Regions from separate parts of the Mus musculus genome. Here region 1 is linked to region 2. Evidence: chromatin contacts called from public HiChIP or PLAC-seq data. All regions are on one chromosome and are shown on one strand. The core of a region is the stretch at or near the end of the contact, and the rest is flanking DNA. Distances in the headings are between cores, read along the strand shown. Region 1 overlaps Esr1 (estrogen receptor 1 (alpha)). Region 2 has its middle 87 kb from the start of Esr1.

The links. HiChIP or PLAC-seq counts read pairs in DNA pulled down with a chosen protein or histone mark.
Region 1: a contact with region 2 is called in an H3K27ac HiChIP or PLAC-seq map of a colorectal cancer cell line, with 3 times the contacts expected there. The contact joins two enhancer-like sites. A contact is called at or near these places in 3 of 39 promoter capture datasets (hippocampal neurons, liver and pre-B cells), 1 of 15 datasets of contacts at CTCF or cohesin (large pre-B cells), 2 of 484 Hi-C or Micro-C datasets (adipose-derived mesenchymal stem cells and uterus), 2 of 115 datasets of contacts at active chromatin or transcription factors (bone marrow-derived macrophages and a colorectal cancer cell line) and 2 of 9 other capture datasets (adipose tissue and liver).

Annotation. Positions count from the first base shown.
Region 1 is chr10:4,885,335-4,891,636 of GRCm38.p6, reverse strand. All of the region lies in intron 5 of Esr1 (estrogen receptor 1 (alpha)), which reads right to left. Among named protein-coding and RNA genes, the nearest start is that of Esr1, 180 kb to the right of the region's middle. Within about 2 kb of position 2,491, at least 1 of the 459 cell types and tissues checked has an H3K27ac peak or open chromatin away from gene starts, as enhancers often do. A contact at or near this core is called in a colorectal cancer cell line, where this site is marked.
Region 2 is chr10:4,619,666-4,625,846 of GRCm38.p6, reverse strand. It overlaps a transcript of Esr1 not described here. Among named protein-coding and RNA genes, the nearest start is that of Esr1, 87 kb to the left of the region's middle. Within about 2 kb of position 4,211, at least 113 of the 459 cell types and tissues checked have an H3K27ac peak or open chromatin away from gene starts, as enhancers often do. A contact at or near this core is called in a colorectal cancer cell line, where this site is marked.

The DNA of each region.
Region 1 (6,302 bases), core at 1,242-3,741, 270 kb before region 2:
AAGTAAACATGCAAAACTGAATAAATATTTCATCCTCTTTACCAGCCATGACTAGCTTTTGGCTGATTGCTGTGTTGTTTTCTCTTTCATTAGTCATTTTTTTTTTATTTTGGTGGGGAATTTCACACATGAATACTGTATTTATATCACTTCTATCCCTTCTTCTCCGACTCCTCCTGTGCCCCCCCCACTCCCTGACAACTTCATGCTCTCTTCCTTCATAATTATTCTTGTTGCACACTAATCTGTGGGGTCTACTTAGTGTTGCTTACAAGTGCATGATTTTAGGGCTGACCCTTGGGATTGAATAAGTCATCACGGGGCTCATTCCTAGAGAAAACTGATTGATTCTCCCTCTCTCTACAGCCATTGACTGTACCTCTTCATGAAGGAGTGAGGCCTCACTTCAAAATACATTTTAAAATCAGCCATGCTTACAGATGAATTTGGGTGAGGTACTAAACTATTAAATAAATGGCAAAAATAATTTTTAAAAAAATTAATACCACCCAAAAGAGAAAAATTAAAACGGATAAATTATCCTGAATGTTGATGAGACTATTCTCAAAGTCTTATTGGGGAAAAATTTGAATTTTAAAAGCACTATGTATTGTTGAAAGTCAAAATAATGAAATAGTCTTTGAATCTGAAGCAAAATCATCCCTACATTTTTTTAAAAAATTAAAAATATTAAAAGAAAAAATATATATCACCTAGAGCAAAATCAAAATAACACTTATTGAACAGTCAACATCAAATATTATCCTTAGTAAGACTATGGCAGTCAAATCTCATTGAATTTTAATTCCTTATATGACCTAGTACTTAGAAAGCAAATATGTCAAGATTTATATCCCTATCCCTGAAAAAAAACAAGTGAGATTTCTAGCTGAGCCCAAATCAGTTCATCTGATACCCTGACAATAAGATAACAGTCAGGCACACAGAAAGGTTGCAAAGGATGCCGGATTCACATGACACTTTGCCTCTTCTTCATCCCAACCTATAAATCATTATCGTACTGTGGTATTTTAGCTTCATCCATTGTCTCATGAATTCATCCTTGTTTTTCTCATCTCAATATCTAGCCCCAACACAAGATCAGACATTATTGCTAGAATCTTATTTCCTAGGTTTAAAATGCATGCTCCAAATTATCTTTGGTCTCACACACATGTATGCAGGCATGCACACACTCATGCTCACGAAACTTTCTGTCTGCTGACATCATCACATCATTCTAGGTTGACAGATGGCTTCCCTATCGAAGCTGTAACTCAGCAGTTATGTCCTTCTGCCTATTGGAGTTGTGCGCTGGCTTCTCACTGGCATGCCTCTGCCTTTGAAGGATCTGTCTGTTCTCCAGCTGTATTCAAGGTAAGCTTTTCACTCTCGGTGTTCTGCTCACTCCACCATATGGGTCCATGCTGAGGATTTATTTTTTTTTCCATTTCTGCTTGCATATCGCAAGCTTCTAAATCCAATGTCTGCTGTCTTTCAACATTTCTAGGAGCTATGTGGCTGCTATGCTCTCTGAACATTGTGTGTTTCCTTTCTCTGCTCGGTGGCCTTATGTAACCCTGGTTAAAATGGTGGTACTTCCATACACTGCACTGAAACTAATCCTCACAGGAGTGTGTGTGTGTGTGTGTGTGTGTGTGTATAAAATCTTGAACTGGAGTAATTTAAGAACAGCTCTCCAACATACAAACTTATTGGTACTTGGTGTCCTCTGTAGAAAAATTTATCTCCAAATCTGAAGCTGAAACATCCCTGGAATAACTCTTCAAAGAAACCACATGGAGCTTTGTTCAATCCAGGATATGTGGATATTCTTCAGTTAAATAATTTTTCTAGTGCTCCATTCATTCCATCTTTGGCCCATCTATAACTTTTTTTTACCACCATAGTTACACTATTTTGTTATCAAAGACTGTTTTTATTGTCTTCTAGTCTGTTCAGCCAGCTGTTCATCTTCCTTCTTGCTGCTAACATCGAAGCCTTCTTTCATTCCTTACCTCTGTTTCATGCATACCTATCATCTTCCATGTCAAAAGCACCCCTGGTTGAAGCCCTGAGGCTGGTTCTACAAGTTTATTTTACTTTTCTCACAATCCTGGTGGCTTGTGCAAGGCATTTCATGTTTGCTCTATGGTTTCTGATCAGACACATGTCCTTTGAAATCTTTTTTAGTGAGAAATCCTTGAGAACCAACATGGAGTTCCATTCCCCAGTATCAATTCATGAATTGTCTTTGCTAGATTTCTGTCATCACTCTCTCCCTAGGTTCACATTGAAGGACCCTGACTATGGTTTCTACAGAAGGCAAGGATAACCCCCATCCTTGAAGCAAGCACACAGTAGATTAGCTTGGGGTGCCCACGTATTAAAGGTGCATCTTTTCCTCTATTCTCAGCCAAAGTTACATTAGGCAAGTTTGGTTAGTGTTCCTTCCTGTGTTGGGTTTATTTTCCATTCACTCCAATGCCATTCCAGGGCGTGGCTCATGTGGCTTAAGACTTATGTAAAGCTGTCCTGCTGTTCTGAGTACAGGTCAGAATGGGGATCTTGATGCTGTCAGGTCGTAGAAACATGAGTAGACTCTCTTGGCTCCCAGGGCTCCTGTTTTCACATCCTTTTGTTCTTTTACAATGCCATACTCTTTTGCCAGCTCAGTGATGCATTGTTAAAGATAGTTTTCAACATATTATCCAGTACTTACAGTTGTTTTCAATGGGCTTTCCATAGCACTTAGCATTTGTAATACCAGCAAAGGAAATTGATAATAAACACTTTTAGATTTCAAGAAGTCTCAATTCAATGTTTTCCATTATGTTGAATGGTAGATGTAATTCTTGTATGTGTGTGTGTGTGTATGTGTGTGTGTGTGTGTGTGTGTGTGTGTGTGTGTATATATATATATATATATATATAAACTTGGAGCAAAAGGTAGTTATAAATATATTTTGTCATTGGGAGATAATCAAATAATGACAAAGATGTTACATAAAAGATTAAATATGAGAATAGATAAAGATAGCTTAATTTCATTTTTTACTTTGAGGCTATATGTGTTTTCAAAATGTGAAATAAAATCTAAATGTAAGGGAATTGCTGCTGCTCCTAATTGTATTTCTCGTTTAACCCAAACCTGAGCATCACAAAACACTGTAATAAGTATGATTATTATCACATGCTGCATCAGTGCAGCTTCCAAACAATTTGGGCCAAAGAAGTTTTGTAGTTGTAGTGTTCTTAGTGAAAGAAGCATTCACTGAGTCAATTCACTGTGAGCTCTTAGGTACAAACTTGCCTCATTACGTCAGTCACCTCTCCAAGCATGTTGTCAATGGACTTCCTGTTGATAGACTTGTTTTACTTCCAATGACTAGAGAGAGTATCTGAAATCACCCCAAATATCACGGAAGCTAAAACACCAAGATTTTGATGAAAACAAACTGTGACAATCTTTCTTCCTCTTTATTCTCCCTAGGTTTGGGGTTTTAAATGAAAATTGTAGAGTCTACTTTATTGAACATAACAAAATTCACAACCCTAAAAGATGAGCCAGAAAGGGACTCCTTAGGATTCCTTGGATATTTCAAATAATGCACCTAGTTATCATCTCTATTTTTAACAAAGAATATTATTTACATTAATGTACATGCTATACGCTGAAATCAAACTAAGGGAACATCTACCAGTGAGTGAGCTACAAGGCTCATTACCCTGCAATCCTTCCACCATGTCTACTCAAACTCTAGCTTTTCTCTCTAGTTCAGGTTTATAGACAGAATGTGATAATTTACCATATGTGATGGCTAATTGTATGCACCAACTAGGCTGGAGTATCAGATGCAGTTGTTGGTCAGTTTCTAATCTTGTGTCTGTGAAAGTTGTCTTAGAGGTAATTACCATTTTTAAATGGTATTGACTTAGACTGAATTCATTTCTTTGGGTGTATGGGACCTGCCCCATCTGTTGAAGGCTTTGAGGGCAAAGACCAGGAGGTCTCTACGAAAGAATACTGCCTTACAATAATTACACAAAGTCTACCTGTTTTGACCTACCAGCCTGACCTGCAGATTTCAGATTTTCCAGTGCATGAGGCAATCCTTCAAAAGCTAATCTTAGATGGGGTGGGAAGATGGTTCCATAAATAAAGTGCTTTATACACAGCTTGTGGTCATAAGTTCAAATTCACACACACCAACATACACACTGTATAAGCAAGCACACATCATATAAACAAAAAGACTTAAAAAATCTTTAATAGATGATGAATGGATGGAAGGAGATAACTGGATAGACAGACAGACAGAAATATACATAAATCCTTATAGACCTGTTTTCCTGAAGAACCTTGGCTATTGCATCGAATGGTTATAGATTTTTTAATAGGTATAAAGGAGAGCTAATGAATTAGATAATTAGATAATGAATTATTAAAACACTAATACTGAAAAATAAATAAATGGAAAATTTCCTGAACACAGTATCATGACAGACTTTGCCTGGTTAGAAAGGACACATTCAGGGTTACTTCCATTTTTCTGCTTTACTCATCCACCAAGATGGGGAAACATGGAGTATCTAATCCCAGTGACTGAGCTACCAGAATTTAGCCAGATGCCATGCTGAAGGAAACTATATGGTTGTCTTGAAACTGTGCTAGCCTAGTCAACCATTTATAAGACTTAGATACACGGGGATGATTGCTGGGTTGTGTAAACCTAACCATGCATTCTCTCCATCTCATCCTTCCTGTCACCTGCTTTATCTCAACAATTCTTGGAATCGAGCATTCTCTTTCCTCCCCTCTTAACATAGATATGCATATGCATACCTGCATAAGTGTGTGGGTGTGTGTGTGCATTTGTGTGTGTGCATGTATGCATATGTGTGCATATGTATTTGTGTGTGTACATGTTTGCTTCCTTTCCCATCATAATGAGGTAGTGAGGAGAGAGTCTCAAATCTAGATACAACAGATCAAAACCCTAGAGGAGCAAGTGTTGCGGGAGCAGAGAGATGGAACTAGCTAAGTAGCAAAGAGTCAAAAGGCAAAGCTTTTCTAGTTGAAAGACTTTCACTTAAAAGGTTTACATTTCATGTAAGAAAAAGACTAATCTAGATGCAAACACACACTAATAACATGTACAGAATGCTCACAGTTCAGAGAACACACTTATGTAGCCTTCTACCCTGACACCAATCTCACAGGGAGAAGGGCAGATGCTAAGGCTAATTAATTGCTCATAGGCAAGAGAGGTGAGGCTCAGTGGTAATGTGCTATGTTCCAGGGCAGCCTTGGGATATTAATCGAGACTACTGAGAGCAAACCTCATGCCCCTCCTCTCAGTTTAATGACATCTTTTTCCATTCGCATGATAGCCCAAGAAACCTAGAATTAGACATCCAGTTCGATGTATGAGCATAGCAGTCTATTTATGCTATCTGTGACTCAGAGCCGTGAGCTGTAAATGGGAATAATGAGAGCACTCACTTTACAGATCATATAAAACATGTAAAGTGCTTAGCAAAATGCCTGGCACACAGCAAACATGCAGTGTGAGCCACCATTATCACAATGATTAAATTAGATCGCTCTGTCGTCATTTTTGCCATTTCCTGCTCAATGCGTTTTAGAAAATTAGAGAAAACTCAGTGACGGTGTTAATGGGCCGAGCACATTTTGTCTTTGTCTTTCCATCAGGGATTAGAAAATTACAGCCCTTGATGACCCCTCGGTGTTTGAGTAAAGTTTTATTGGGGAACAGCCATGACCATTTGTTTATATGTTACATGCAGCTAATTTGACACTACAGTGGCAGAATGGATTATCTGTGATAAAGAAACAGTACTTGCAAAGCCTATATATAGTATCTGGTCCTTTGCAGAAATGCTGCTGACTTCTTCTGCTTCACACAAGCTGCCATGCATCTAAAGTGAGGTAAAAGGAATTAATGAGCAGAAAGTGTCCGGCATCCATCTGTGACTGGAGACAGCCACAGAGCCGTTTGGTGGGGAGTGTTTCAGAATATTTACAGTATGTAAAACTTCACTTATTATCAATAAGATGCCCTCATTAGGTGTCATATGAAGCCTTACTATCAATAAGATGCCCTCATTGGCTGTCATAGGAAGCCTTACTATCAACAAGATGCCCTCACTGGCTGTCATATGAAGCCTTACTATCAAATAAGATGCCCTCATTAGCTGGCATATGAAGCTGTGTTTGAGCTTCCAGAAGCTTCTGCCAAGTTGTGAAAAAGGAAACACTAACTTTCTCAATGCATCAG
Region 2 (6,181 bases), core at 2,962-5,461:
GCTCCTTCAACCTGAGAGAATGGCACATTGCCTCTGTGTCCCTTGTGCTCTGTCTCTCAGGCTACTTCACACAGGTGAAAGAAGCCCATCGCTCCCCTGGCCACAGCTCTCAGAGGGGCCACGCATCCATCTAAAAACAGCAACGCCTTTTCTCATCATTTATTCGATTTCCAGAGCCACAAATTCTTACAGTGTAAGTGAGGGCTCTGCCACATCCCTCTAGGGGTTCCTCCTGGGTCGCAAGGTCTCTAGCAGAGCACTGACAGAGCAACAGTGTGGGAAGGTAAACAAGCCTTTGGAAGGGACCCTGCGTGCTCTTGGGACAACCTGTAAACTCTGGCTCTTATCCCAGCCAATCTACCTGGACACAGTGACGCCAGCAAGGTAAACAGCAGCCCCGCCAGGCCTGCACGGCCCTCCCACTCTTCCCTCCCTCAGAAGGACCTTGCTTTCTTGGTTGATTCAATAAAAGGATTTTTGCCACATTTCTGCATTTAGAAGAGAACACCACAAACACAGGTACTACTTTAAGGTACAGCAGGCAGCCTCCTGTTGCTGGAGTGATTTAAAGACATGTGTTCTGCGTGAATGACATCACACAGAACACATCAGGACACTATTTTGTAGAGACTTGAAATTCTCAAGTAGAAGCAAAAGATCATTAACACTTTGGTAGACAAGAGCACACTGTGGTTTAAATGGAGATGAAGACAATGGCTGGAAGCTGTAGCAAGAAGACAAAAGAGACAGAGCTATACCCAGGCATGTCCTTAACAGAGTCCAACACAGAGCGTCTGACTTTTTCTGGCATCATGGCATTCAAAGTTCCAGATGACTAAGACCTCCATTTGTATACATAGAGCTCCAGACCAGACAGAACATTCTGGCCTATCTTATTTATGACTACATGTCAAGTCAACAAAGAAGAAAGCCGGTATACTCAACTGTATGGTGCTGTAGCCTGAGCCTGAATAAATTGCATAAACTAATGTCAGTCTCTAGTTCAATCAGCCATCATCAAAGTGCCCTTTGGCTCCCTGCTAGTGACAAGTTAACAAAATAAACCTCCTGTCCTTGCCACCAGACACCCAGGCAGGGCCCACAGCAACCACACCCGGAATACACTGTCTGCGTTGCAGTTCACTCAGGGACAAAATTGGAGCCTGGGGGTCAAAAATCACAGCAAATAGGTACCAATAGGAATAGAGGTGTGTCTCAAATGGAGAATTAGGAGTCATAATGGCGGCTTGCTTGTTAGTAGAAAGGGACAGCCATTAATGCCCCAGTCGGTTCTTGCCTCTTTGTGTGTGGTTTCCCAATGTTGTGGCTCATCCTTCCCTCTGCAGTGCAGCTGAGTCATCGCCATCTTTAATTCCTGGGTTTCCAGAGCTCCCCCAAATAACCCATGTCAGAGTTCACTAGGAAAGCGAAGCTGAGGTGTGGCCACAGTTGACTGGTCAGAGGTCCCTTGGCTTCTCAGGTGTGAAACTAAATTCTGGAATACATTTTCACTAACATGAGAGAAGCAGACATGGAATTGAATTAAATGAAAGAAGATTCTGGGAAATAGTCTTTCTGCTAAGTAAAATGGGTAGATAATAGATGATACAAGATAGATAGATGATAGATAGATGATAGATAGATAGATAGATAGATAGATAGATAGATAGATAGATGATAGATAGATGGTAGATAGATAGATAGATAGATAGTAGATAGATAGTAGATAGATAGATAGATAGATAGATGATAGATAGATGGTAGATAGATAGAGAGATAGATAGATAGATAGATAGATAGATAGATAGATAGATAGATAGATAGATAGATACAGAAATAGCATGTATGTCAACTCAATTAAGTATTTCCTGTAGTGTAGACAGGAAACTGTACTCAGAATGATGACCTGGAATAAAGCCGCACGAAGAAGCTCAGACTCAGTGCCCAAGTGGACAGGCTTTAAAGCAGGAGAGGAAATCACAGAACTCCGCCCCGCAGCAGAGAGAAGGGAACGCTAATTCACAGTGAATCCAAGCTCCCCCTTTTAGATCGACTATAAGTACTTCCAGGGACAAGACTTTTTCCTTTCCTTGTAGTGTTTCTATTTCTTCCAGCAGACCGAGTACTGTCTCCACTGATAGCCAAAACCCAGATTTACAATGGCCAAGAGCCTGCAGGTTCTTCCCAAGTTCAAGCCTTATCATGGACTTCATTCACAACAAGGTATCTGCAGGGAATTACACAATCTCTCTGAAGCTAGGGTTACTATGCTAGTAAGGGGGGCTGGGGTATCCTGCTGCTTATCTGAGAGCTCTGAAAAAAAAAGGCCAAATGAGCTGCTGTCTGCAAAGCACAGAGCTGTGGTTTGGATATGAAGTACCCATCCAGGGCTCATGGCTTAAAGGCTTGGTCCCCAGCTGTGGCACTAGATAGAGGTGGCTCTGTCCTCACTAATACACTAATCTCTTGCTAGAGGCACAGTTTAATGGTTTCTGGGAACTGGTGGGATTAGGAGGTTGAGTCCATTTGGAGGAATTTGGATCCATGCCTTAGAAGGATAAAGTTTGTCCCCAGCACCTTCCTGTATCTCTTCCTCAGCTGCCTTCAGGCCACAAGATGAGCATTTCTGCTCCATCTTACCTTCTCTCTCTCTCTCTCTCCCTCCCTCCCTCCCTCTCTCTCCCTCCCTGCTTCTCTCTCTCTCTCTCTCTCTCTCTCTCTCTCTCTCTCTCTCTCTCTTTCACTCTCACTCTCACTCTCACTCTGCCTCAACACCGACATTCCACAACAGGACAGAAGACTGAAATATTTGAAACCGTGATCCACACTGAAGTTTCCCTTCTTCAAAATAATTTTCTTTCAGGGTATTTGTCACTGTGATAAAAGCCTGGTTCTGGTGTTAACTATTTGACAACTCACATCTAGCAAAGAGAAAAACAGGACTTTAAAGAACTGCCTTGTACCTACAGGAAGCTGGCTTTAAAAGAGTGGGGAGGAAGCAGACCCACAGGTGGGCTCCATGCTAATCTATTGACATACACTTCAAATGTTATTTTTCAGCCCTTTAGAGTTTCTACTTAAGAATAGAATTTAGCATTAACAGATAAATGCACGCAAGAGTGGGAGAGAGAAGATCTGGGTTATTTTTTAGCCCCAACAAACACGAAGAGGGATGATTCTGGTGACAGAAGAGAAATGGCAGTTATTCGGGGAGATGCGTTCAATGGTATCCCAAGTCCTGGTGGGTTTTGGTCAGTTGGTTGGTTGGTGGTTGGTTGGTTGGTTGGTTGTTGGTTGGTTGTTGGTTGGTTGGTTGGTTGGTTGGTGGTTGGTTGGTTGGTTGGTTGGTTGGTGGTTGGTTGGTTGGTTGATTTTCAGACTTGTATCAAAATCCTAGCAACAACCCCACTTTCTGGAATTAATCAATTTTGAATCCAGGACTTCAAAAGTAGAAAAAAAAGTTAGAAGAAAAATAGAAGTCGTTGCAGAGACTGTCACGTGCATAGAAACACACAACTACAGGGCAGGGAAGATGGCTTTGCGGCTAAAGGCCTTGTCACACAGGACATGAGTTCTCATCTCCAACACCCACAAAGGATGTGTGCAGAGTCTGCAATCTCAGCACTAAGAAGCAGAGGTGGCCTGGCCCCTGGAGCCCATTGGTCAGTCATTCTAACCATTACAGTGAGATGCATATTCAGTGAGAGACTTCCTCTCAAAAACTAAGATGACCTCCTCATGCATAGGTATGGTACTGACACACATATCCATACAGACATGTTCATAGACTACACACACACACACACACACACAGGAGGGAGGGAGGGAGGGAGGGAGGGAGGGAGGGAGGGAGGGAGGGAGGGAGGGAGGAGAGAAGGGAGAAAGGAGGAAGAGAGGGGAAAGGGAGAGAGGAAGAGAGGAGAGGGAGGGGGAGAGGGACAGAGATGAGAAAGAGGGGAGAAGAAGAGAGGAAAAGGGAGAGAGAGAGAAAGGGGGAGGGACATGGGGAGGAGAGGGGGGGAAGGAAACTGTACTGGAAACAGTATGGCTGGCAACCTACTTTGCACATTGCAATCCCCATCAAGATGAAGGACACGTTGTTTGCCAAGCCCTCCCCTTTGCCTTTTCTTCATCATGCTGTTCTTGCTATCCAAAAGAGGAATCAAACCAGCTGCCAACATGGAGTTGGCAAATAGCTGCAGGCGCTGTCTTCCTGGAAACGCCAACCGGCAGCCATCCCCACAAGGCCACAGAGGTTTCGGGAGGGCAGATTCACCACTGCTCAGACTCCTCATAGTGGGATTAGAACCCTAACTGTCTAAACTAATAAGCCAGAGGAGCTGGGGGTGTGGGGGAGTGGGTATGTGCTCCTAAACAGCCCGGGGTCGGCCACGTCCTTCCAGGCAGGGGCTAAGAAGGTCCCTTGTGCCTGAGGACGGTTGATCAGATAGACCTGAAGACTTGCCGGACAAGTCCCACAGCACTTCTGAGGATAGTGACTAAGCTCCAGCTTAGCAAAATTATCTAATATTTTGATTAGTCACTGAGTAAAAACTTTGCTAGAACCCTTCATTTCCTACACAGTTGGACAGACACGGTGTCAACGGAAGATTTCCTGAAAGTGCTTCCCCGGAACTGCCCAGTTCTGCAAGTAGGAAGTCAGCAAGTTGACCGAAGCCCGCTGGCCTGGCTCTCAGTGGGATCAGGCTTAGTTCACTGGCAGCGCAGATTGGCAGGCAGGCCTGGGTCCACGCCCCGCCCCTCCCTTGCAGTTCAGGCAGGTTCTATAAAAATAAACTTACATACTATTCTGTTGACTCAGATTTCCTGCGCTTTCGAACGCTTTGAAGGTTAACATGATATTTACAAGCCAGAGGACGTTCGATATTTTATATCACATGGCCTGCTACTGGAGAAAACTGCTAACGAACGCAGCTGGCAGGGCAGACAATGTGGACATTTGTAGTAACAGAGACCTGGCTTTCCAAAAGGGCTGTGAGCTGGTTCAAAATGCTCAATGGAGGAAGTGAGAAATGGATTTGGAAGTCAGTAAGACCTTTTCAGTTCTAACTTTTAAGTAAAACATGTTACGACTGGTGTCCACAATACATGTGAAATGACTTTTCGCCTGCTTACATGGGCATACATTCTTTTACAAAGCTTCCACTGTCCCTTTGAATAATTACGTTCAGAGGAGAAGGCTCTTAATTACTGAAAGGCCATTATTAAGTAGCAACTGGAAATACATACGTCTGCTCCCCATTTTAGGGTTAAACATGAATTCACATGTTGCTCCTTATCAACGCCATTCAATTAGCAGTAGAAGAAAAGGGTCATAACGTCGAAGAAGGGAATGTTTTTTTTGCTTACTAACAGCTATTGCAAAGCTGTGAGAGAGAAAAATACAATTTAAAAGCTTTAAAAAAAAAAAAACACTGAGGGTAGGGATCTCTATTTAGGGCAGGCAGTCTGTATTGTAAGCAAGGCGGTGAGTCTCCCTGATAGCAGGTAAAGATGCTTCAGCCAAGCCTGAAGGGGGCGTGGCTCTGTGGTAGAGCAACCTCCATCAGGATGCCAGACCCTGGATTCGATATATATCTGGGAAGGAAAATTGTAGGGGAAGGGGTGGGAAGAAGGGAGAGAACAGAAGGAGGAAGGGGAGTGAGGGGAAGAAGAAGGAAGGGGAAGAGAGTAAAAAGGAGAAGAGGGGAGGGGGAGGAGAAGGGGAAGGGGGAGGGGAACGGCCCTAGGTTTTTGTTTTTGTTTTTTAAGTGTTATGTCAAGGTGAAAATGTACAGGTTATATCCATCTGTCTCAAATGTTAAGATATCTTTTTTTTTTTAATTACAAGAAACAGTGGGTCTTTTTTACAAACTTTTTTTCTCAAAAGAAAGGAGAACACATGAGATGGGTGGTAGTGGTGGTGCACGACTTTAATCAAAGTGCTCAGGAGTCTAAGACAGTCAGATCTCTGTGAGTTCGAGGCCAGTCTGGTCTACAGAGTGAGTTCCAAGAGAGCTTGGGCTACACAGAGAAACCCTGTCTTGGAAAACCAGAGAGAGAGAATAGGAGTGGGGAGGGAGGGAGGGAGGGAGGGAGGGAGGGAGGGAGGGAGGGAGGGAGGGAGGGAGGGAGGGAGGGAGAGGGAGAGAAGTCTACTAGAAAATGAATTCACCCTGAC